2 separate regions of the Mus musculus genome follow, and region 2 is linked to region 1. A link is a contact called in public HiCAR-type data. All regions are on one chromosome and are shown on one strand. The core of a region is the stretch at or near the end of the contact, and the rest is flanking DNA. Distances in the headings are between cores, read along the strand shown.

Region 1 (7,019 bases), core at 2,604-5,103:
TTATAGGCTTAAGGAGCCCCAGAAGAAGCAAGAGGGTAGAAGGTTACCTCCAAATGGTTAAGGGGACCACTTTGGTCTCAATTCTATCATGTTGCCTCTTTGGGGCAGTGTTACCTTCACTCTCCATTGGTGGGAGAGGCTCCAGTGGTCCGATGTTCTAGGTCTTCCATGCACATCTCCCCTCCCTCTCTTCTCCTTCTCCCCCTCCCTTTCCCCATACTCTACCTTCAGAGATCATGTATTCTTCCTGGCATTCTTTTTCTGTTTTTATTAATTTAAAATACTATTTCACTTTTATTTATGGTTATTTATGTGTATACCTCTCTCTCTGTCTCTCTGTCTCTCTCTGTCTCTCTGTCTCTTTCTCTCTGTCTCTCTGTCTCTCTGTCTCTCTGTCTCTCTGTCTCTCTCTCTCTCTCTCTCTCTCTCTCTCTCTCTCTCTCTCTGTGTGTGTGTGTGTGTGTGTGTGTGTGTGACATATTGCATGTACCCAAGAAGGCCAGAAGGTGGTGCTGGATTCCCTGGAGCTGGAGTTATAGGTGAACTGCCCAACATGGGTGCTGGTATCTGAAATCAGGATATTTGGAAGAGCAGCAACCTTTGGCTCATCTCACCACCTCCTGCTTGCCTTTCTGAAACAGGGTCTCGGGTAGCCCAGGATGCTCCTGAGCTCACTATAGCTGTAAGGGTGAAAATGGCCTTGAATTTCTAATCCCCCGTTTCCACCTCCTAAGCACGGGGATCACAGGCATGCACCACCACACCCAGACATTCTTGCTCCTTCTCAGGTCCTTGCAGGGTGATCTGTGAGTGCCAAAAAAGAATCCCTTTGACTGTTGGGAAAGAGCCCGGATGTGCTCTGAATACACAGACGGATGTTGTTATTCAGCAGGAAGAAAGAAGAGGGAGAAAGCAAAAGGAGAAGATATTGTTTGGGTACAATCTGTGTTTGCAATTTTCCACATCGGTTCTTTTTATGAACACTCCAAAAACAAGACAACAGCAGTGGCTGATTCAATATGCGCCATGCAGGAAAACAATAAGGAAAAAAAATAAGGGTTTTTAATAAGCACTTGGAAAGGCTGTAATTAAATCTCAGGCTCTGTTTGGAAAACAAGAATCTCATTTAGTGCTTTTGCCCCTGTGCTCCCTAACATCTGCACCCGTGTTTTCTGCTGGGCAATTACTGAGTCCTCGGTGACTTGATTAACAAATACAGGTGCCGATTTGCTCAAGAAAGAGATCCTGGGATGGAAGTTGGGGAGGTGGCAGGGGGCTGTGGGAGCTAGGAAGATTTGACTCTCCCCAGCAGGTGTCTTGTGGACTTAGGAGAACCTGAGAAAGAAGAGTTGCTGGCTATGGGGAAGGAAGAAATCAGGGAGTGTGTGTGTAGTGGGGGTGGGGCAAGAGTGTCTCCCCACCCCTGCCTGCTTTCCTGAGAGTCACTTCCCACCAAGGAGCCAAGGATTATGAAAGAGGAGGGCTTCTCTAGCTTAGGATTCAGGGAGTTTTCAAACAGCTTAGCCAGTCCAATGTCATGGCACATACCTGTAATGTAATCCTTATACTTGGAAGGTGGAGGCAGGAAGGTATAGAGTTCAAAGTCATGTTCAATTACTTATGCATGTCTGCAAGCTTGGGCAGGGCCACCAAGCCTGAAAGCATTTTTAGGGGGTTTCTTCCAGTCTCTTTAATGATTTTTATTTTATTTTATATGTAGGAATGTCTTATCCACATGTACTCGGTGTACTACATTCATGCAGTGCCCACAGAAATCAGAAGGGGGCTATGAGGCTCTTGGAACTGGAGTTACAGACAATTTGTAACCCAGGTCCTCTGGAAAACTGGCAATATTTTTTATCCACTGAGCCATCTCTCTATCTCTTCTCCAAACCTTAATGCACTATTTGAATTTTCTCTACTGTGTGTGAGACTTCTATGCTTTGACAAAAGTTCAGGCCAAGTTGGCAGTGTCCAGGGAGTTGGAAGAACCTGCTGGCATTAAGACTTGGTTTTTTTACTTCTTCTTCTTCTTCTTCTTCTTCTTCTTCTTCTTCTTCTTCTTCTTCTTCTTCTTCTTCTTCTTCTTCTTCTTCTTCTTCTTCTTCTTCTTCTTCTTCTTCTTCTTCTTCTCCTCCTCCTCCTCCTCCTCCTCCTCCTCTTCCTCCTCCTTCTCTTAAAGATTAATTATTATTATACATAAGTCCATTGTAACTGACTTCAGATGCACCAGAAGAGGACATCAGATCTCATTATGGGTGGTTGTGAGCCATCATGTGGTTGCTGGGATTTGAACTCAGAACATTTGGAAGAGCAGTCAGTGTTCTTACCTGCTGAGTCATCTCGCCAGCCCATGCTATCTTTTTCTTCTCTTCTCTTCTCTTCTCTTCTCTTCTCTTCTCTTCTCTTCTCTTCTCTTCTCTTCTCTTCTCTTCTCTTCTCTTCTCTTCTCTTCTCTTCTCTTCTCTTCTCTTCTCTTCCCTTCCCTTCCCTCCCCTCCCCTCTTCTCTCTCTCTCTCTTTCTTTTGACAGGGTTTCTCTGTGTAGTCCTGGCTTTCCTGGAACTCACTCTGTAGACCAGGCTGGCTTCAAACTCAGAAATCTGCCTGCCTCTGCCTTCCAAGTGCTGGAATTACAGGCATGTACTACCACTGCCTGGCCTGTGCTATCTTCTTTCATAGTTCTGATACAGAATTTGAATTCTCTGGAAAGATTGTACTCTCCTTTCCATCCCTTTGTGACCTTTACAGGCATGTACTACCACTGCCTGGCCTGTGCTATCTTCTTTCATAGTTCTGATACAGAATTTGAATTCTCTGGAAAGATTGTACTCTCCTTTCCATCCCTTTGTGACCTTTACAGGCATGTACTACCACTGCCTGGCCTGTGCTATCTTCTTTCATAGTTCTGATACAGAATTTGAATTCTCTGGAAAGATTGTACTCTCCTTTCCATCCCTTTGTGACCTCCAGGAAAAGATTCTTCCTTTTGGAATCTCAAGGACAGATGAGTTTCCTTTGAGAGATTGTGTCCAATTTCATGGTGCTGCCTTATGGCTTCGAGAACCCCCACTCCTGTCATGGCTGCTCTCAGCTATAGCCAGAAGCTGGCTGTGGTTCCCTTCCTTCCTCAGCATTGCCCAAAAGCTCTCTATGCCAGTTGGAAGCAGCCATATTTGGTGTATGTGCTCATGGTAACTCCTGTACCTGGTGCCAGGCTCCTGGAGAAGATCTGGGATTCTGGAGGAGTCAGGCTCCTCTTGCTAGTGCTTAGAACAGGATCTCCTACTTCCTGGGATGGAGAAGGAATGCTTCCGACACGCTGTTCACTGCGGCTGCCTTTTCTTAGGCTGCTGGGGCTGCAGTCACCTGCTACTGCTGGGGCTGCTGGGCCCACAGCTTTTAGGGAGTGTTGCCTGAATCAACTCAACTAAAGAGGGAGGCGGGGAGAGGAGAAGGATGAGTATCACTCCAAATAAGGAGAAGTCAATTAATATTCTTGGAACTAACTCTCTTAGCTGTATCGTCTGCCATCAGGAAGTGGCGAAAATTCAGATAAAGACTAGAGCAGCAGGCCATTCCTTTCAAGCTGGGATGCTCTGCTTGGGGAAGTCTTGGGGAGCTGACACTTCACCATTACCCTTACATGCTAATTACAAACTTTAGAAAACACCTGAGGATGTCATTAATAACACCACCTGCCATGCATATTATACTTACTTCTGGGAGCTCTGATGACAGAGAATGCATGATTTCATTTATTGTCACTGACTGCGCTGGAAGGTGGCACCTCCCCTAGCCCCTTTCAGATTCAGATACAGAGGCCAGGGAGATCGTTGCATGTTAATGGCTAAATCAAGTTTCAGTCCCAAGCCTCCTTTGTTGAATTTCCTGAACAGACACTTGAAGGTAGGTCTCTTTAGAGAGATTTCCTGTCACCAGGACTGTTCTGCATACTCTAGGAGAATGTGGATAAAATATCAGATGCTCAATAGATCTTTGTTTTCCAAGGTAGCTGCTAAGCTGGTTCCTGTGCCGGTTGACTTCATGAGGGCTGTTGTTGAAGGGCTAGTGGTGGCCAGACTCTTTCCATAGTGCAGATGGGTAGGAAGCCAGTCTACAGCTGTGGTGTTTACACTGTTTGCCAAGCTGGACTGCCAAGTTCTGCCTCGTGGGCTCTGGCACATGGTCTTCACTCAGCATCTGTAAAGGGTCCAACCACGATCTGCTATGATGGATCTGTACAGACATGGCTTTGCCCTTGGTGAGTCTGTCTGAACCAAAGAACATGTCCCTTGGCCATCAGATGCATTGGCAGTGATTCAGGTTGTGATGGAAGAGAGGACCAAGCTTTCATTACTGATACCCTTTCCATACCCACCCCTCTGAAAACCCATGAGCAGAGACTTTCCTGACGCCACATTAGAAGAGATGCAGTAAAATCATGTGTGACCTCATTTAGTATTAATACTGTATTAGATACTTTCCCCATTATGACAAAACACCCTCCAAAAGTGACTGGAGAGGAAGAGGGATTTTATTTTGACTCATAATTTGGGGATTGTGGTAGTTTGAATAGGAAAGGCCTCCATAGACTCCTGCATTTGAATGCTTGGCCCTCGGGGGAGAGGGGTGACATTATTAGGAGGTGTGGCCTTGTTGAAGTGGATATGGCCTTGCTGGAGGAAGTGTGTCACTGTGGGGGCAGACTTTGAGAACTCAGGCGCTCAAGTCAGTTCTTTCCCAGCTTCCTGAGGATCAAGATGTAGAACTCTTAGCTCCTTCTCCAGTACCAGCATGTATCTACCTGCATGCTAGCATGTTTCCCACCATGATGATAATGATGGACTAAGCCTCTGAAACTGTAAGCCAGCCAAATTAAATGTTTTTCTTTACAAGCGTTGTTGTGAGTGTTTTTTTTTTTTCATAGCAATAGAAACCCTAACTAAGACAGAAGTTGGTACCAGGAGTGGGATATTGTTGTGACAGACCTGACTGGGTTTTTATTTGGAGGAATGTAGACTTTGGGATTTGGGGTTAGGAAAGTAGCGGATTACTTTACACACAGTTAAATAGGCCATACTAGTAAGAGCATGGAATACAGTTCTGATGAGGGTGATTTGAGCTGTGGGGGCCTGGCTGAAGAGGTTTCAGAGATTGTGAGATTTTGGTGAAGAATGTAGCTTTGCTTTGGCCTTGTCTGAAAAGTCTGCCCAAGGCTATAGTCGAGAGTTTTAATTCTGTTGACAGAAGAATCTTAAAACAACCTAGTATAGACTTTGTTGTGTGGTTATTAGTGCTCACTTGTATGCAGATCTTTAATGAAAAGGAGCAAGCTGAGCAAGAAAAAATAGAAAATGTAAACCTTGAGGAGAAAAGGGGCACCAGGGAGTGCAATAGAGCTAAGTCCTGTGCTCAAGGAGATAAGCATATTTTTTAAAAAGTCTGATATTAAATGGGAATAAAGGGAGTTGTGACCCCAGGGCTAGACCCCACCCTGCTAAATTTCCAACTTATGGAAAGGAAAGTAAAGCACTGAATCAGAATAATGAGGATTTTTTTATGTGATTCATAATATCTATGTGAATCATAGATATTTGTTTATAATTTTTTTTTGGTTACATCTTTATCTGGTTTTGGTATTAGGATAATTCTAACTAGCTGGGCGTGATGGTGCATGCCTTTAATCCCAGCACTTGGGAGGCAGGCAGATTTCTGAGTTCGAGGCCAGCCTGGTCTACAAAGTGAGTTCCAGGACAGCCAGGGCTACACAGAGAAACCCTGTCTCGAAAAACAAAAACAAAAACAAACAAAAAACCAACCAAACAAAAACAAAACAAACAAAAAAAATCTAACTTTGTAAGAAAGTTTAGTAACATTCCTGTGATGTTTGTATATGTTTGGTGCAGGGAATGGGATTATTAGGAGGTATGGCCTTGTTAGAGTGGCCTTGTTGGAGGAAGTGTGTTATTGTAGGCATAGGCTTTGAGACCCTGATCCTAGCTTTCTGGAAGCCAGTCTTCTTCTATTGCCCTTTAGATGATGATGTAGAACTCTTAGTTCCTCATGTACCATGCTTGTCTGGATGCTGCCATGCTCCTGTCTTGATGATAATGAACTGAACCTCTGAACCTGTAAGGCAGCCCAATTAAATGCTAGTCTTATAAGAGTTGCTTTGGTCATGGTGTCTGTTCACAACAGTAAAACACTAAGACAGTTGCTTCTTCACTTTTATTTTATTTTTTTATTTTTTTATTTTATGGAATAGTTTAACAAGTGTTGGTCTTAATTCTTCTTTAATGGTCTAGCAAAATTTACCAGACAATCCATCTTGGCTTAGACACTTGTAATTTATGAAATTCTTAATCGCTGCATCAATTGCACTGCTTGCTACAGATCTGCTTAAATTGTTTATCTCATCTTGCTTGAATTTTGGAAGGTCATATGTGTATATAAGTTCATCTATTTCTTTTAGATTTTCCAAGTTAGTAGAATGTACTTGTTTTGTGTGTTAACTTGATATAAGTTAGAGTCATCAAAGAGGAAGGGGCCTCAGTTAAGGAAATGCCTCTGTGAAATCAAACCATAAGGCATTTTCTCAGTTAGTGATCAATGGGAGAGGGTTTAGTCCATGGTGGGTGGTGTCATCCTCAGGCTGTATCCTAGGTTCTGTAAGAAAGCAAGCCAGTTATTCCATATGAATTTGCAAATTGCTCTTTCTAACTCTATGAAGAATTGAGTTGGAATTTTGATGGGGATTATATTGAATCTGTAGATTGCTTTTGGCTATTCTCAACAACAAAAGAACTTCTGGGGAAATCACCATCTCTGATCCCAAGCTGCATTACAGAGCAATAGTGATAAAAACTGTATGGTATCAGTACAGAGACAGACAGGAAGATCAGTGGAATAGAATTGAAGACCCAGAAATGAACCCACACACCTATGGTCACTTGATCTTTGACAAAAGAGCAAAAACCATCCAGTGGAAACAAGACAGCATTTTTAACAAATGGTGCT
Region 2 (7,019 bases), core at 1,136-3,635, 240 kb after region 1:
TGACAGAAGAGGACCTCTGGCAAACTCTGCAAGAAGTGTTTCTACCCTGTTTAACCTCCCAGTCTTGAGTATACATAAGCCCTCGTCCTGGGACACATCTGAACCCTATGTCCATGATGTGAACCCATCTTTCCCCTAGCACGGGATTCTACACCCAGTTGGTTCCAGATGGCACCAGAGACACGGTTATGAGGGGCAGATACTGTGTGAGGTCCTCAGGGGCTGTGTTGGGGACCAGAACCCCCATTGCTGAAGTACATCTATCATATTCCTGGTGGGGGATGCTACCAAATCAGTCACTCTGTCCCTGCGTTGCTAGAGACCTCACTAGGGTACTCTCTCACTTCTGGGTTTCTCATGAGAAGGGAAGCCTTGAACTTAGATCTACTTGCTACCAACATTTGACATACAGTGACAATCAGTTTTAGGTGTTGATTGTCCAGGCTTTGTTAGTAAATGCTAACCCAGTGATGGTATTCTATAGTTATTTGGCTACTCAGTAATTAATTAAGTATTAAACAAGGGTTACTCTCATTCCTATAGTGGGAAGTGAGGATGCCATCTATCAGTTGACAGCCGTATGAATACAACCAGGATTTTCTGGAAAATAAGTATTTCTCAAAACATCCCTTTCTGCCTGAATTTCCAGCCTGCTTTACAGAGTTTACACGTGCTAGTCCTATAAACCTGAGCCAGTTCTAAAAGCACACATGTGTGTACACGGGCACACCCTCACCCTGTTGATTGTACTTCTCTGAGAACCGGGATGAACCTGTTGAAACCATGACTATGACATGGTTATCCCCCATGACAGTGCCTTGGCTGGGTTCCAAGTGTGGTGACAGTGACAGTGGAGATGGGCAATGAGGTCAGCCTGAGAACACACACATTTTCTGAGCCCATGTCATCTGGACATGCTAGGTTGGGTGGACTAAGTAGGGAGTGGTCTGATGGAATGGATCCAAGGCTGAGGGTCAAAGACCGAAGTTCAGGCCCTGGTGATGCCTTCCCTCTACTCGTCTGTAAAATGGGAGGCATTCTGAGAACCATAAGCATAATCGATTAAGACCGGAAATTTAGAGCATTTGGGAAGTAGTGGCCACACTTCATTTGATGTCTAAGAGTTTTTAAAATATAGATTAATCTTTTGAACTATGCCTCTGGAGCAGTTGTAAGTTTCTCTCCAAAAGAATTTTGGAGAAAATGTGCCCAGTGGGTGGAGAGAGGCGTGACTTTCTTTTCACCCAGTGATGCTGTAGTACAGCCAAACAGAAAGACAGAGACCTCGAGGATCTTTGTCAGAACCAGTTAAAAATGCTACCTATTCAAAGGAAGTCTGCCAGAGACTCTGATATGTGGGTGATGAATTTGTCATTAGGCAGCTATGGGCAAGCAGAAAATCACAGAGCCAGTCTGATTGTGGGGAGCTGAAGGGGTGGATAATCTCATAAGTGGGAATGCTTATATGATGCTTACATGGGTAAACAGTGGACTCAGAGCGCCCTGTGCCCTCATTCCATATGCTGCCTGTAGGGTCCTTGGGTCCTTGGGTCCTGTCTTTTAGGCTGCCCTAAGAGCTTGTATGGCCAAAGCCCAGCATGTCCTGTCTGTTGCTGCATACTGTTTAATGAACAGGTCAATGGAATCTCAGGGACAGTCTGTCCACAGGTCACCATATACAGTGGTCACATGGCTGTGTGTACTACATCAGCGGCTCCTTGAGAACCTGGTGGAGGAAAGAGATTGATGTAAAATAAGAGGAAAGGAGAAAAAGGAACCAGAGGGGGAAAGTAGGCCTCCATTAAATAAAGAAATTCATAAAGGAATGTCTATCCTCCACGCGTGAGCAATTTCTGCTTGAGGAGATGGGACACACACTGAATTAGCCGTTCACTCTGTCAAAATATGAGGAACTTCATTCTGTGCCGTCCGCAACTGAAGAGTCAACAGCAGGCCTGCCTGTGTGTCCCAAGAGGTGGCTCTGAGGAGCAAGCCTGTGGGTGCAAGGACAGGGGAGCCCAAGTCTGCCCTGGATGGGGTGCAGTGTGGTTGGGTGAATGAAGGCTAACTCTGGAGTGGTAGAGGCTGCAATTGTCTCCAGAGTGGGGGGTGACTGTGTTCTGAGCTCAGAACACCCTGACAGACAAACCGAGAGGAGGGAGTGCCCCAGGATCCAACTGAGATTGACACCTCAGATCCTGCCCATCTCAAGCTGTCAAGGCCTCCTTCCTTAGAGCACATTGGGCCGGCACAGTCTTGCATTAATTTAGAGCTAATTGTCAGGTAATGAATTCGATTTGGCTCGGTGTCCTGAAATCCCTTCTGCTCCCAGCTGAACACCAGTAAATCATTTGCATCACAAATCTCCTCTTCCCTGGATGCTCAGCACACCCAAGCTGTCCTGCAGTCCCTTCCTGCCTCCTGAAGCTCCCCACTCTGGAAAAATCACTGTACTTCCTCCTTTGAGTTTCAAAGCTGAAATGCATGCAAGACAACTGACTTTGGGGAAGTGTGTTTCTGAAAAGTCTGGAACAATGGACCTCTCAAGGTGCAGTCTCCTGAGCAGCAGGCATTCTGGAAGCCATTGAGATGTGCACATACACTGAACTGAATCAGAAACCTGGGGCAGGACCAGGCATTCCACGTTTGAACCAGCTCTCGGGTGCCCTGACACAGAGCCAAGCACTGGAACTCTTGGTTTGTGTAGTGGTTTAAATGACAACACCCCTCTCAGGCTCACATATTTTGATAGTTGGTGCTGGTGATATTTGAGGGAGTTAGTCGGTGGTGTGGCCTTGCTAAGGGAGAGCTTCAGGGCTGGCCAGCTTCAGGGATCTATAGCCTTGGTCCATTTCCGGTTTGCTCCCTGCTCTGTGGTTGATCGCACAGCTTCCTGCTCCAGTTGCCACATCGGCTGCTTGCTACCATGGCTCCCTGTCAGGATAGACTCATCTCCCTCTGGAACCATAAGTGCAAATAAACACTTCCTTCTGTCAGTTGCTCTTGGCCATGGAACTTTACCACTAGAACAGAAAAGTAACTGATGTGTGCTGGCTAGAACCATTCAGCCTGGAGCAGACTTGCATGGATTTAAAGCTAATGTTGAATTGTTAAGAACAGATTCAACAGAACTTCCTTCAGCTCGGTATTTCTTCTCAGTGTAAAGCCAGCTTCCCTCAGAAGTTTCTGGATATTTATTAAAACTTCTGACTTAATTATTCTTCTATTTCCATGTTAGCTAGAATCAGGTTCAGGCAAGTGCGAGAAACTTAATATAAAAATGGACAAAAAAAAATCTATAAATGGTTTAAGCAAGACATGTTCTCATATTTGTAGTGTAGAGTGAGTGTGGAAGGTCTGAAATTAGTGTTGTGGATGGAATGCAGAAAAGGGACTTTGGTGGGGCTAGGGGGCATGATGGTTGGTTTCAATCATTCTGATTATCTAAATTGATGTGGGAAGACCCACCCTCCAAATGTGGGTGGCGCCCTAGTTCTGATACTAGTGAAGATAAGTCAACTTGGTCAAGCAAGCAGAAGACAGGGCAAGATTATTTGTCGTTTGCTTGCTTGGCCAAGTTGATTTATCTTCACTGGCATCAGAACCGCTGTTCCCAGGCACCAGCACTGACGAAGGACTACTGGTTCTCCAGGAGTCCTCCAGGTTTTCAGTGCCTCAGAGGGACTGCTGAAGTGCCTAGCTTCATGGACAGAGCACCTATCGGCCTCTCAGCCTCTTCAGTATGAGGCAGCCACTGGGTATTAAAATAATTTATTAAATCAGATTATGTTGAAATAGAAGCAGTGGCTGTCTCACATCTGAGAGGCTGAGACCTAGAAGTTACAAAGTCCTTGATGCTGGGTGCTAAGCACCGGGACTACTCTTTTAACACACACACACACACACACACACACACACACACACACACACACACACAGAGAGAGAGAGAGAGAGAGAGAGAGAGAGAGAGAGAGAGAGAGAGAGAGAGAGAGAGAGAGACTGACTACTATGGGACAGAAGAGAAGAGGGAGAGCACAAAGGGCAGGAAAGCATGATTTTCTTTGTCACAATCACTTTCCCTAGGAGGTCCAGACTCTGTCAGCCCCATGTAGCAAGCTGGGGTGTCCCTGACCCCACTAACTCAGGACACTTTGCTTCGGTGGTGGTCGGCTGTGACCTCCTCACTTGTGAATTCCCATTGTCTGGAACTCACTAGGTACTTGTGAAGTTAAATTTAATCAATTACCTTACAATTATCTCATATGTAATTTGTCAATCATAGACCAGGTTCTGGGAGGATGGATACTGGTGCTGTGTAAGGAGGTTCTCATCTTCTCCGAGAGCGAGAGTGAGAGAGAGAGAGAGAGAGAGAGAGAGAGAGAGAGAGAGAGAGGGAGGGAGAGAGAGAGAATGCACATTGGCTTGTAGAATAAGCCCTCTGAGATAAATGACTCAGCCCAGACCACTGGCATCTGTATTTTTAGGGGCAACTCCCAGCATCTGGAGCTGGTAGACAGTAGTGTGGGATGCTGTTTGGATTTGGTTAGGGGTGAGAAAACAGGCAAGGGAAGACAGAGTAGTAGGAGCAGGGACAATAATCCAACAATCTGCTGGGAGTTACAGGGGTGAGAGGAGAAGGGAGTTACACTATAAGAACGGAATGGTGTATAACCAGGCAGGCATTTTGACGCTTTAAGAAATGGGAGCCTTCTCCATGCAGGAGTTAACAAGGTGTGCCTATGTCAGGAGCAGAGATGTGAGTCCTGGAAATGGGGAAGACACTGGCAGGAGAGACAACTTCCCCACTGCCTTTCTCCATATGTGTCTAACCTCTTCAAGTGCTTAGCAGCACGCACTATGCCCATATGTGAGCCATAGGGATTTATTGGCTCACTCTCCCATTTTCTTGCAACCATTTTGCTGGTACCTACTGTGTCCCAGTTAGTGATAGGGCAAAGATTGTAGAAAGGGCACAATCAGAGATTCCTGGCCCCAGAGGTCTCTGCTATGGAGGACATGAACCTACAAAGCCAACCTTATATTTGTGCATCACCACATTAAAAATTGTTCTGTTATACACTAGTTTATGATCTCTGGTCCTCAACGCTCATACTGAAGGGGCTAACGGGTGAGCAAGGAAGAGGGTTCTGCAGGGGGAGGTGTATAGGTTGTCAGGCCAACCATGTGAGATTGCTTCTGGTGCCCTCCAGGGCCTGTGGGGCACACCCACCAACTCCTTCCTACCTCTGCTAGCTGCAGCTGTCTTATCCCACAGGCTCAGGGCAAGGGCCTCCTGGGAGTCTCCATTCTCTCTCAGCCTCAGTAATCCTATCAACACCAGGGATATGCTTAATGCCAGTCTCAAGTGGTGGAGCCCACTGACTCTTGCCCTCTCTGAGTTCCATGTATGTCTCCTCTAGGCCTGGTTCCTGGATAAGGAAAGTATGAACGAGCACAGAAAGATGCCCAGAACGTCTCAGGCTCAGACAAGAAATGCCTGCAACAGCTCTGGGTGAGGCTCTTAGGTGGGGTGGATCCAGTGGTCAGGGTGGCTCTACTTTCTTCTTCAAAGCAGTCAGACAAATGCTTGTCAGAAATCACTTGCTCCAGAACCCAGTGGTTCTGAGCAGGGATGAAAGTGTTAGGGATGGCTGCATATGTCCTACAGGCTGGTCTGGCCATTTTCATCACTCCATTCAATCATTGAGACTTTTAGTCTCTGTCCCCTATCCTGCTTGAGGAAATCTGGAATGAGGGCTCAGAGTAGGAATGGATTTCCTCCACCAATACCATCAGGGAACAAAGCTGCTTCCCAAGTTCACTGGAACCCTGGAGGCTGGGACCCGAGCCCATCTTCCCCTTTGGAAGCCGGTATCTATTCTCCATAGCATTACTGTTAAATGGAGATGAAAACTATGCTTTCCCTAGTTTCCCCTGGGTTCCTGCGCTTCTGAGTACCCCTTCTGCAGTGGCCATCTCTGTTTCTGGAACTTTCTCAATGGAGCCCTTACAGAAGGCTTTCTCTTTTCTATACCTAGCAACATAAAATATTGCAGCGCAATCACAGACCCCTGCAGATCCACCAAGGGGACTCATTTAAGTTGGCACTGGTTTTGCTAACCTCCTGCTGAAATATTTGCCAACCTGGCCAAGGCTTTGAGCTGCTTGGGCCAAGGAACACCTGTGCCATTTCATGATACCCTTGAATAGCTAGAAATTCCAGAGGCTGTAGAGATTAGAAATTTCAGGACTGGTTCTGTCAGCCTGGACTTTGGGATAAAAGCATGGCAATATTTCATGTGTCCCAATACTTTAATTACAGGCTGTGTCCCTGTTCTTTCTAACAGTTGAGGTCAAAGTCTGGGCAGAAATGCCCAGCCCAGAGTCCTGGCATTTGAGACAAGAGACTCCACAAGGCCAGGGTGTTTGCCTGGCTTTCTGAATATTGTCTGCAAAGTACAGTACTGGGTGGCTTCTTGTGGTTCTCATGAGGTAAGCCAGGCAAGGGACCTTCTTGTCTAGTGGTATGAAGACATGTAGCTTCCAAAACCATGTATACCTGTAGAAAAGCCTGCAGTCTTTCCTCTCTCACCCTCTCAGCTTATTATAGCTGCTTTCCCACTCAGGACCTAGCCTCTCACTGACTGCTCACTCCTAGGAATAGATTTGTGTAAGTAGTGCCTCTGGCATTTGGCAAAGAAAAGATCCTGATGTGGACAAAGTCCACAACTCCCTGTTCTGCCCACTGATTCATTTCATTGTCCATCTTTGGCCCTGGAGCCTCATTGCTACCACCAACTGGCTGTCCTCTTCTCATGGGATACCTGCTTTCCCTCCTGCCTCCCAGAATTCCCCTACACTGCTGGTCCTTTGTCAAGTGTGATGGTTGTGAACTTGACAGCATGTGGAATTAGCTACAACCCAAGCAGCTGGGTATACCTGTGGAAGGTTTTTCTTATTTAAATAATTTGAATAATTTAATCCAGATCTTCTGAGGTAAGGTCTACTAATCTGGGTCA

What was found. HiCAR-type assays count read pairs that join an accessible place to other places.
Region 2: a contact with region 1 is called in a HiCAR-type map of embryonic stem cells, with 5 times the contacts expected there. The contact joins two enhancer-like sites. A contact is called at or near these places in 1 of 484 Hi-C or Micro-C datasets (embryonic stem cells), 1 of 115 datasets of contacts at active chromatin or transcription factors (embryonic stem cells) and 1 of 9 other capture datasets (embryonic stem cells).

The regions. Positions count from the first base shown.
Region 1 is chr6:31,703,603-31,710,621 of GRCm38.p6, forward strand. The region is part of intron 1 of Gm13846 (a long non-coding RNA gene); the gene reads left to right. Among named protein-coding and RNA genes, the nearest start is that of Gm13847, 41 kb to the left of the region's middle. Within about 2 kb of position 3,854, at least 3 of the 459 cell types and tissues checked have an H3K27ac peak or open chromatin away from gene starts, as enhancers often do. A contact at or near this core is called in embryonic stem cells, where this site is marked.
Region 2 is chr6:31,945,941-31,952,959 of GRCm38.p6, forward strand. No RefSeq gene overlaps it. Among named protein-coding and RNA genes, the nearest start is that of Gm31894, 69 kb to the right of the region's middle. Within about 2 kb of position 2,386, at least 18 of the 459 cell types and tissues checked have an H3K27ac peak or open chromatin away from gene starts, as enhancers often do. A contact at or near this core is called in embryonic stem cells, where this site is marked.